Linked DNA regions of Gossypium hirsutum: region 1 is linked to region 2. Evidence: chromatin contacts called from public Hi-C data. All regions are on one chromosome and are shown on one strand. Each heading gives the region's core, a stretch centred on a gene start, on an enhancer-like site or on the middle of the called end of the contact. The rest is flanking DNA. Distances are from core to core; before and after follow the strand shown.

Evidence for each region. Hi-C and Micro-C count contacts between places; a contact is called where the count stands out from the background.
Region 1: a Hi-C map of fibers shows a contact between it and region 2, with 5 times the contacts expected there. The contact joins the promoter of LOC107927131 here to the enhancer-like site in region 2. A contact is called at or near these places in 10 of 34 Hi-C or Micro-C datasets (callus, fibers, hypocotyl and 2 more).

Annotation. Positions count from the first base shown.
Region 1 is chrD03:49,536,223-49,541,059 of Gossypium_hirsutum_v2.1, reverse strand. LOC107927131 (P-loop NTPase domain-containing protein LPA1 homolog 1) reads right to left here and starts at 1,633. Exons shown (of 8, transcript XM_016858133.2): 1 at 1,275-1,633; 2 at 993-1,182; 3 at 1-80. The coding sequence starts at 1,151.
Region 2 is chrD03:49,496,948-49,501,689 of Gossypium_hirsutum_v2.1, reverse strand. It overlaps LOC107927113 (phosphatidylinositol N-acetylglucosaminyltransferase subunit A), which reads left to right and starts at 4,595. Exons shown (of 12, transcript XM_041090381.1): 1 at 4,595-4,742. It also overlaps the pseudogene LOC107927064. Within about 2 kb of position 1,684, at least 3 of the 9 cell types and tissues checked have an H3K27ac peak or open chromatin away from gene starts, as enhancers often do. A contact at or near this core is called in fibers, where this site is marked.

The DNA of each region.
Region 1 (4,837 bases), core at 384-2,883, 39 kb before region 2:
TTTAAGATCTCGTTTCCCTCATAATGTAGAGACTTGTAAAATGGATCACTTCTTATCAATTCAAAAACACTCTGGCTAATCTGGTAAGAAATACAAAGAATACATTTAGCAAAAGGATCCACTTGCCATAACAATCAAAGAAACATGAGAGAAAAACCAATCATGTCAGATTAGAGAATTAAATATGGAATGACATGCAACAACTCCAAACGATAAAATTATTGATGCTAAACGAATAATAATGCCAAAAGTGACAGCACGACAGAGAATCTGGGCAGTCCACATTATACAAGAATTTTATAAATATATCTAATTTAGCAAAAGTCTCCAAGTTAATTCTCGCCTCAACCTCTCACTGGACACGAAAGCGAAGATTTCTATCACCCACTAGGAAGCAGATATTAAATACAAACTGAAAATCAAACCTATAACATGCACTAATACAATAAATACAGAAAACGATGATGGGACCACACGGTGGTACAAGATCCACAACAGAGAGGTGCCAACAGAAAAGATAAAACTGATCCAAACTGATTTCATCTATATGGATTTCGATCATTTGCAAAGATCTGAAAGGCGCAGACACAAATAGGAAGTTAAAAATCTATCGAGGAGATAAATATTCCGTTACCATTCCATGACAACGACAGGATGCTGGTTTTTCTTTTTCCGGATAAATAGAGAAGCCAAAACAAAAAAAACAAAAAAAGCGCGACTATGAAACTGTTTAGGCTCAGCATTAAATCCGAATTTTAAAAAAAAACATGTAAATTCGGAAAGAAATTTCATAGAACACGTGATAAGCAATCCAGATCTATCAACTAATCATCCAGAGTTTACTCTATTATATCGTAAATTCGTAATAATATTTTGCGAATAGAAAGAAATCGAGGATAAAATGAAAATCCATAAATAAGCGAAATCAGCCTGATTGCTTGAAGTTTTCTTTAAAGAAAATCAAATTTCAAAAAGAAAGAAAGAGAGAAAACCTTGAAAGCATGACGAGCTTTGCATCCCATGAGCTGAAGAGTACTCTGAAGAACGGGACGCGTGTACCGAAACGACGACCTCTCCTTCTCCTTCTCCTTCTCCTTCTTCTCGCCTTCGTCCACTACCATTATGTACAATACCTTCGGAATCTCTCCCATCTCTTCTCTCTCTCTCACTCGCGCGCGCTATCTGTGATCATCAAAAAAAGAAGAATCAAAACGTCAACCTTCTGAAATAACGCAATGTAGAAGAATCAACGAAGAAGACAAAAAGAATCTTACCTGAATAAATATACAGCTAAATCAACCAAAAACAAAGATCGCTAGGGTTTGAATGTTGGATTTTCTCCATAAATCATGAATGAAATCCAAGAAACCGCCATTTTCGAAGCGAGTGAAAGGGTTTTTTAAGCTCTTTGGCCGTGTCATCACTTACACTATACCACGCATCACGCAAGCAAAGCTTACACGAGTCCTTTTTTGTGTTTTTACTTTTTCTCCTTTCTTTTCCCCCCTTTTCTGAATTGCGCGGGTTTTATAAAAGACCGAAATACCCTCGATATCAGTGCGTAAGTACAGTACGTCTCTGTTTTGGTTTAAGGGAAAAGGGAAGGGTATTTAGATGAATTAGTGTGTGGGGCCCGTTCTACTGGCACGATCATCAAGGTATGGCAATTGAGGCAATTTTAGGAAAAAGAAGAGGGTAAAAGAATGAAAGTAGCGAAAAATCCCGTTTTGTCCTTGATGTGTAATTAAGGAAAAGAAGGGAAAGGAGGCTTAGAGAAAAGGACTTGACGCAGAATACCCTTTTTATTGGTTTATTTATGTTTCAATTCCTTTAATTTATCAACGACTATACAGGTGAGAAAATAGTTTTTTAAATAATTTGTTTTAAGTAAGTTATTATTTAGTTAGTTTATTTTAAATTTTAAATAAGAAAAACTTTTGGGTAACTTTTTAGCAGTGTATTAATATTCAGTAATTCTATTATTAAGTTAATGGTTAAAATAAACGGAATTTTAGTTCATTGTTCAATTTGGTGTTAACCAAATTAACACCCTAACTACAGCCATTAAAGAAAAGTATTACGCACCGACTCGTAAAATTTAAAGTTAAGATATTTAAGAAAAAACATTATTATTAACAATTAATCTCTTTAATTACGTAAATAATTGACTTTTTAACTCGCGATTTAAAAAAAAAGTAAAACACGATAATTAGTCTCTTTAATTACATGTTGACTTTTAATTCGCAATTAAATGAAAATTAATTAATAACCAAAATATTTTCTTTATACTGATCTACAAATTGAGTTCACGATTTTGGGATATGATCAACACTTTTAACCAATAAATTAAAACATGATTTAAATCAAAGTTTCAATCTTAAAGATATTATAAATTGGATATTCTTACTTTTCTTGTAAAATTGATAATTTTTTTGTTTTTTAATAAAAAAATTTACACAAATAATACATATCCATTTGATATTTAAATCCAAAATAATTTAAAATAAAACATACATATTATTCCAAGTAAAATCTCATTTACTTTATTTTTTATAATTTCCCCTCACCGACGGATCTAATTTACAATGGAACAACCTTGGACCGCAACGAAAGTAAAGATAAGAGTAAAATATAGCTGGAGACATAAAACTAGAGAACACTCTTTACTATCGGACACATGTCTCGGTTTGTGGCTACCACATGTTTTTGCCAGCAAACTCGCACTGCTATCGAGTATAACTGATTTTACTATAATTTTTTAATGCCATGCACAGTATAATTGTATATATTATTTAATTAATAATATATTAGAATTTTTTGAAATATTATAAAATTCAAATAAATAAACTGTATTTATATTTTGATATTAAAATAATGATTTAAAATATTTTAACTTCACTTCATTTTAAAATTCTTAATTAAAAAGTAAATGAATTATTTAATTAGTGAAAAAAGAAAATATAAAGGAATTAATATAAATTTTAAACCCAAAATGTTTAAAAGTATAAAAATAATAATGTGAGTAGATGGAATAAAGATTTTTTTTCAAGTTCAATTAAAAAATTTTGTTTAAGTGATTGTGAAAATAAAATTTTAAAACAACTTAATTAATATTTACTTATTGTGATTTAATATAAATGAACTTTCACAATGAAATACTATTTTTTTTAATTTAAAATTAATTGGGCTTCACTTTTTTCCAGCTAATAAGGAAATTTAAAAAAATCTAGTATGTCAATTGTCAAAAATTAAACAACTTCATTTATGTAGTTCTTTGTTTATGTTAAAATTTTGCTCTAGAATATATATTATATAATTTTTATAATTACCATAAGTTATGTTAAAATTTTGCTATAGAGTATATATTATATGATTTAGTATAATTACGATAAGTAGAAATTGTTAAATGTAGAGTTCAATATTAATCTTACTCTTTTGGTACTTATTCCAAAGAAATTTGATGTAGAGTTAATCCATTCAACAATTCAGACCAATCAACTTACGCGATGTCTTGTACAAGGTGATTACAAAAACAATCATCATCAGTCTTTGACAAGTGATGCAAACTCTAGTAAAGCAAAATCAATCAAGCTTTATACATTTACATAATATTTCCAACAATATTATTATCACACAGGAAGCAATTCATACTATGAAAACCACTAAGAGTAAGAAGGGATAGTTGGTGGTTAAGGTGGATTTAGAGAATGCGTATGATAAAGTTCGATGGGAATTTTTAGAAGACACATTGCAAGACACAAGTCTACCTATTACTCTTATCCGTACAATAATGCACTACATAACTTGCTGAAGACTAAGTCTGATCATAGGCCCATTATCTTGAGGACCAAACTAGATATTAGCGTGGCTACAAAGAGACTTTTTAAGTTCTTAGCAAGGTGGATGAAGCATGCTAACTTTCCCTTATTTGTGAAAGATAAGTGGAAGTTTTCGTGTAATATGGTTAGTTCTCATTATGAATTTACTTCACATGTCAAAAAATGGAACAGGTACGTTTATGACTTTATAAGTTCTTGAAAAATATATCTTACGAGGTTGCTTACTAATATCCAAAAGGCCCTAGATCATTCTGCCTCTAGCCGGTTACTTCAATTAGAGGTTAATGTGCGTGATGATTTGGAAAACTTGCTGAATTATGATGAGCTTCTGTGGAAGTAAAAATCTAGATGTGACTGGCTCCAGTTTGGGGACCATAACACCAAATTCATTCATAGTCAAACGGTTTAAAGAAGAAATTTAACCATATCACTGTCCTATGCATTGATAATGGTGAGTGGTGTTTCAATCAGAACATCCTTAAAACTGGGGCAGTTGGTTTTTTCGAGAAGCTTTATGGGGGAAATGTCAATGCCCATGAAGGATCTCCCTTCCATCATTTTCCCTCACCTCAAGACCCAGGACATTGAGTTTTTGGAAAAGTCGGTGTCTGATGAAGAAATTAAGAAAGCTTTATTTGATATGGATCCTTATTAAAATATTTGAGAAATGATGGTTTTCATACACTTTTTTTCTAGAGTCAGTGGGATATTGTAAGTAATACAGTTTGTAAACAGGTTCGAGGAGTCTTCGCTGGTAACAGTATTGACCCAGAGCTGAATAACTCACCGATAGTGCTTATCTCAAATAATAACAACCAAAAAGACTTCAGCCAATTTCACCCTATTAGTTTGTGCTCAGTAATGTATAAATTGGTGATGAAAGTTATTACTAATAGATTTAAATTATTTTTTTCCTAACTTTATCTCGTAGAAACAAGTCGGTTTCATTGCAGGGAGTAATATTTCGGATAATGTAATGTTATTATAGCACAAGAAGT
Region 2 (4,742 bases), core at 435-2,934:
AAGATGAACACTTATTTTCATCTTATTTTGTCTTTTATTCAATTTTGACAAAAATGCCCTTGACCCATTTACTTAGATATTTTTTTCTAGAGTTACCCTTATGTGTCCATAACACTAATTTATGGTCTATTTTCCACATAAACACTTCCAATTTCATGCAATAATTCAATTAAGTCATTTAATCACTAATTAGACACACTTTGCATTTTTTCTCAATTTAGTCCTAAAAATTCAATTAGGCACTAAATCATTAAAATTTCCTATCCATATTTTCACACAATATTTCAATCAATCAGTAATTAATAAAAATTTATAAAATTAAACTATTTTACTTCAGATTTGTGGTTATGAAACTACTATTCCGATTAGGCTCTATTTCGGGCTATAACGGTAAGCTCATGTGGCAAGTTAAATCATCATTTAAAACAAAAAATTTAGGTTAATTTATACAATCTTTCCCCATATCTTTTCGTTTTGAGCAATTTAATTTATTTATTTTTATGTTTTTTTAACTTTCATTTTTTTCCATTTTCTTCTGATTCTCCTTAAGTTTTCCTCCCTTCACCATTTATTTTGACTTAGTTTTTCTATGTTTTCCATTTGTTAAAACTAGGCCCTATACTTTTTATTTTTTGAACAATTTAATTTTTTCGAGTGAGGTGAGCTTGTGGACTAGTTTTAACAAATAGAAAACATAGAAAAACTACGTTAAAAAATGAAGAAAGGAGGAAAACATAGAGAGACTCAGGAGAGAATGAAAAAAAAAATTAAAAGAACATAAAAAATAAATTGCTCAAAATGAAAAAACATGGGGACCAATTGTAGAATTTATCCTAAAATTTTCATTTGAAATGATGGTTTAACGTGCCACGTCAGCTTACTATTACACCATTGACGGCAATTAACTGTTCAGTGACTAAAATGTTACAACACGATAACATAAGTGACTAAAATATAACCTAAGACAAACAAAAGTAACTATTTTGATAGTTTACCCATTTGAAAACTCAAATTCACTCTATTATAATTAAACTAAGGGTCTGTTTGATTGGCGGAATTGATTTTCCGGAAAATCATTTCCGCCTTTTCCAGCGTTTGATTGGCGGAAAACATTTTCCATTTGGAAAATGAAATCCAAAGCACGAGAAATTGGCTTACATTTTAGGGAAAATGTCTTACCCTTTCAATTTCCGTAAGACATTTTCCGGAAACTCCTCTCTATCTCCTCATTCATTCTTTCCTTCATTTCCGGTAGAAAACACTGCTTCTGTTTATCGATTTTCCACTAACCCCCAAGAAGTCCTTCATTCCTTCATTTCCTCGGTTCCCTATTCAATTATCGTAGTTTTCTTTCATTTCCTCGGTTCCCTCTTCTCCATATCCGTCCAGATTACCGATCCAAATGTGCTCAGTTTTCGACCACCATTTGTCATCAACAGGTATTTTTTCTGTTAATTTTCACTGATTTGATTTCTAGATCGGGTCTGGTTCTTGCTTTTTTCTTGCTAGATGGTAGATCGGGTCTGGTTCTATTTTTTCTTGATTTTTAGATCAGTTCATCTGTTTCTAAAAGAGAACTTGAAGACATGAGATCGGGTCTGGTTCTATTTTGGACCACAAAGTTTTGGTTAGATTTAATATCACTTTTAGGCTATATAGGTGGCATAATTATTGGAAAATGAAAACTTTCGGCATAAATTTATAAGAAAGATAATGATATACCTCCTTTTCTCCTTAATTTAAAGTTTCAGGGTTATGCAATTTGACTTCTCAGTTTGTGGATATCTTCTTATTTAACGTTTTAAACTTTACAGGTTTACAGCAGTGCCTTGAAGCTTGTTCGTTCAATGGTCAGTATTGATATTTGAACTTTATATTTGAGGTTTATTCTCTTCTAAATTGATTGAATATTCCGTAAGCATTGTTGAATCTGTTGGCAAAGAGAATAATATCTTGCTCTGTTTCCTGGTTAATTAGCATTTTCCTGGATTTTTTAAGATTATTATTGGAGTAATATATTTTAGTGTAATCCATGCATTTCATATTTCTTTCTGTCAGTGCATCAGTGTTGTTTTAAACTGCCAATTATCGGTTCTCTGTATTTTCTATTATTTTCTGACAATATTTTTGACAGCTACCTTTACCCCATCTCAAAGAGGGAAATAGGACTGCACCACCAGTAGGAAACGCAATTGCCCCGCATCGTGATTGGAAGAGAACAGAGTTCTTTTTGAATCATGAAACACTTCAACAGGTAAAAAGCTGATTGGTTTTTCGTTGTCTATTGCAAATAAATATCAAGTTCAATTTTCTCTTTTTTTCCTGGAACAAGGGATTCATTTCTTCAAGCAAATTTTGATATTTAATGTCTGAACTTAAATGGAATGAATCGTAGAGTATGAGCAAAAATATATTTGTTGTAGATCACTATCATAATAAATTCCAGGATGTTATGCATGCAAGGCAAAATCAATGTAAACTGCTATGCAAAGTCGGTTCAGTATACTACTGGTTTATGTTGGTTTATCCTCGTGACTTTCATTTTCTTCCTCTATGTCCTCTTCTGTTTTCCAATTGAGCAGGTCATCAAAGCCGAACAGAAATAAGTTTCTCGAAGCCTCTCTGGCACAATTGCAGAAGTAACAAATGAAGAAAACTCAGCTATCAGAGTTGAGATTCCAGATATTGTATTTGTATCATCATGTGCTGATCTAACTCTACCACCAGGTGCAGGCCTCTGCATTGATACTACCCATGGTCCAATTTTCTGGTAAGTATCATGCTTTTATTAAAGGAACGATATCTTTCACACTTTCAGAAAACTTGACAACTATGCTATTTAGCAATATACGAATAGCAATCCAACTTTAGTGAGTATTGTCTGTTCTTCCTTTCAGGTTGCTGACTCATGGGAATCTTTAGACGGATGGCTTGATGCTATCCGCTTAGTTTACACAATTTATGCAAGAGGTAAGACAGATGTTCTCGCCAGTATCATTACAAGCTAATTATTGTGTTGAGCTTACATTTTGCCCAAGTCCTTTATATCTGTCTTCGATTTTAGTCTTGTATATCATCAAATATTTTGGAATAACGTAAGGTTGAGCTAACTTTTATGTCAAATTATTCATTTGGCATTTAGATGATAATATATTTCTTCTGCTGTTTATAAGGCATTTTCATTCTATCTTCACTAAGACTTGGGAGTTTATTTTTCTTAAAAAGTAAATATATCTAGGCATCTACCATGTTGTAATTGCTGCGAGCTTTGTGTCCTCGAACCGGCAGCCGAACTCTTTTAATCTTCTGCCTTGAACATTTTGTCCCGAAGCAGTGAGAATCCACAGCATCATCCTGATTATTGGTCTAGAAGCAACGGTTGCAAGCGTCAGGTCAGCCTTCTTCGTATTCTTTTGTGCCAAACAAAAAAACATTCATGTCGGTTTCACAATCAATCAAAGTATTAGTAAGCAGCCAAAGTATCAGCCATCAAGGGCCCCAAATGCATGCTTGCCCCCACACACAGAGAAAAAACTATGATTCACTATTGAAAAGTTGAAACATGATCAAGTGAAAGCCTTACAGGGTTGTCGATGGCCAAAAAGCTGTTTCCGTATCTAATTGGCAAAAAAATGGTAGGATTGCAAATGATAATGAAATCATAAGAGACAACAGATAATTATCTCTACCTCTTCTTATATTTGAAGAGAAATATCTAATATGCATATCTCAATATTTATGACCATAAATCAGCTTCATTCATTGCAATTTTTTTTTGATCCTCCATTGTTTTTGCTTTTTTTTTTGGGGGGTTTAATCTGTTGTGTTTCTGCTGTTGATTGAGTCTTTGCTATAAACTCATCATGGTTAATCAATTCGGATAATTGAAACAATTTCATCTATTGAAAGGTTTGGAAATTTACTTAATCAATCCAGAATTCGAGATGAATAAGAAATCTATATCCAAGCCTACTTGCTTCTTTAAAATAAATTACAATTATTTGTACATACTAACTAATATTTTCTCAAAAGTAACATATATTTTTGGCTAAAATAAATTACAATTATTCAATACTTGTTTTTTAAACACAATTACAAATAATTTTTTTGATATTAGTTTTTTTTCAATTTATAACGATCAATATTGCAGCTTAATAATTGAATATTATTATAAATAAATCATTGCAATATATGTAAAAATAATTTAAAATATAAAAATTTATTAATATATATTAATATATGTAAAAACAACTTTTCCGGAAAATATTTTCAGGAAATCTGTCAAACAGCAGAAAATATTTTACACAGATTCAATCAAACACCAGAAAATACTTTTCAGTAAATCATTTTACAGAAAAATAAAACATTTTCCAAAAATCATTTTACGGAAAATATTTTACTGGCAATCAAACGGACCCTAAATAAAACCTACGCAACCAACTCAATGATAAGCTTTTTACCATTTTCTAGAAAATAGAAACGAAGTCCAACAAACTTCAGACCTTAAGGCCCAATCTTTGTACCTCTTCTAAACCCAATGGATAGCTTTTTACCCTTTCCTTAAATTTTGCATTTCCTCCCAAATTTTCTTTTCTGTATACAATGAAAACCTTGATTGATTCTTTTAAAATATTTTTTCCGAGCATTTTGAATCATATAAATAATATTAATTGTGTTTTTACGGCGACGGTGAGGCCGTTATAATTTACGAATTAAAATCTGAATCGCTAAAGAATTTGTGG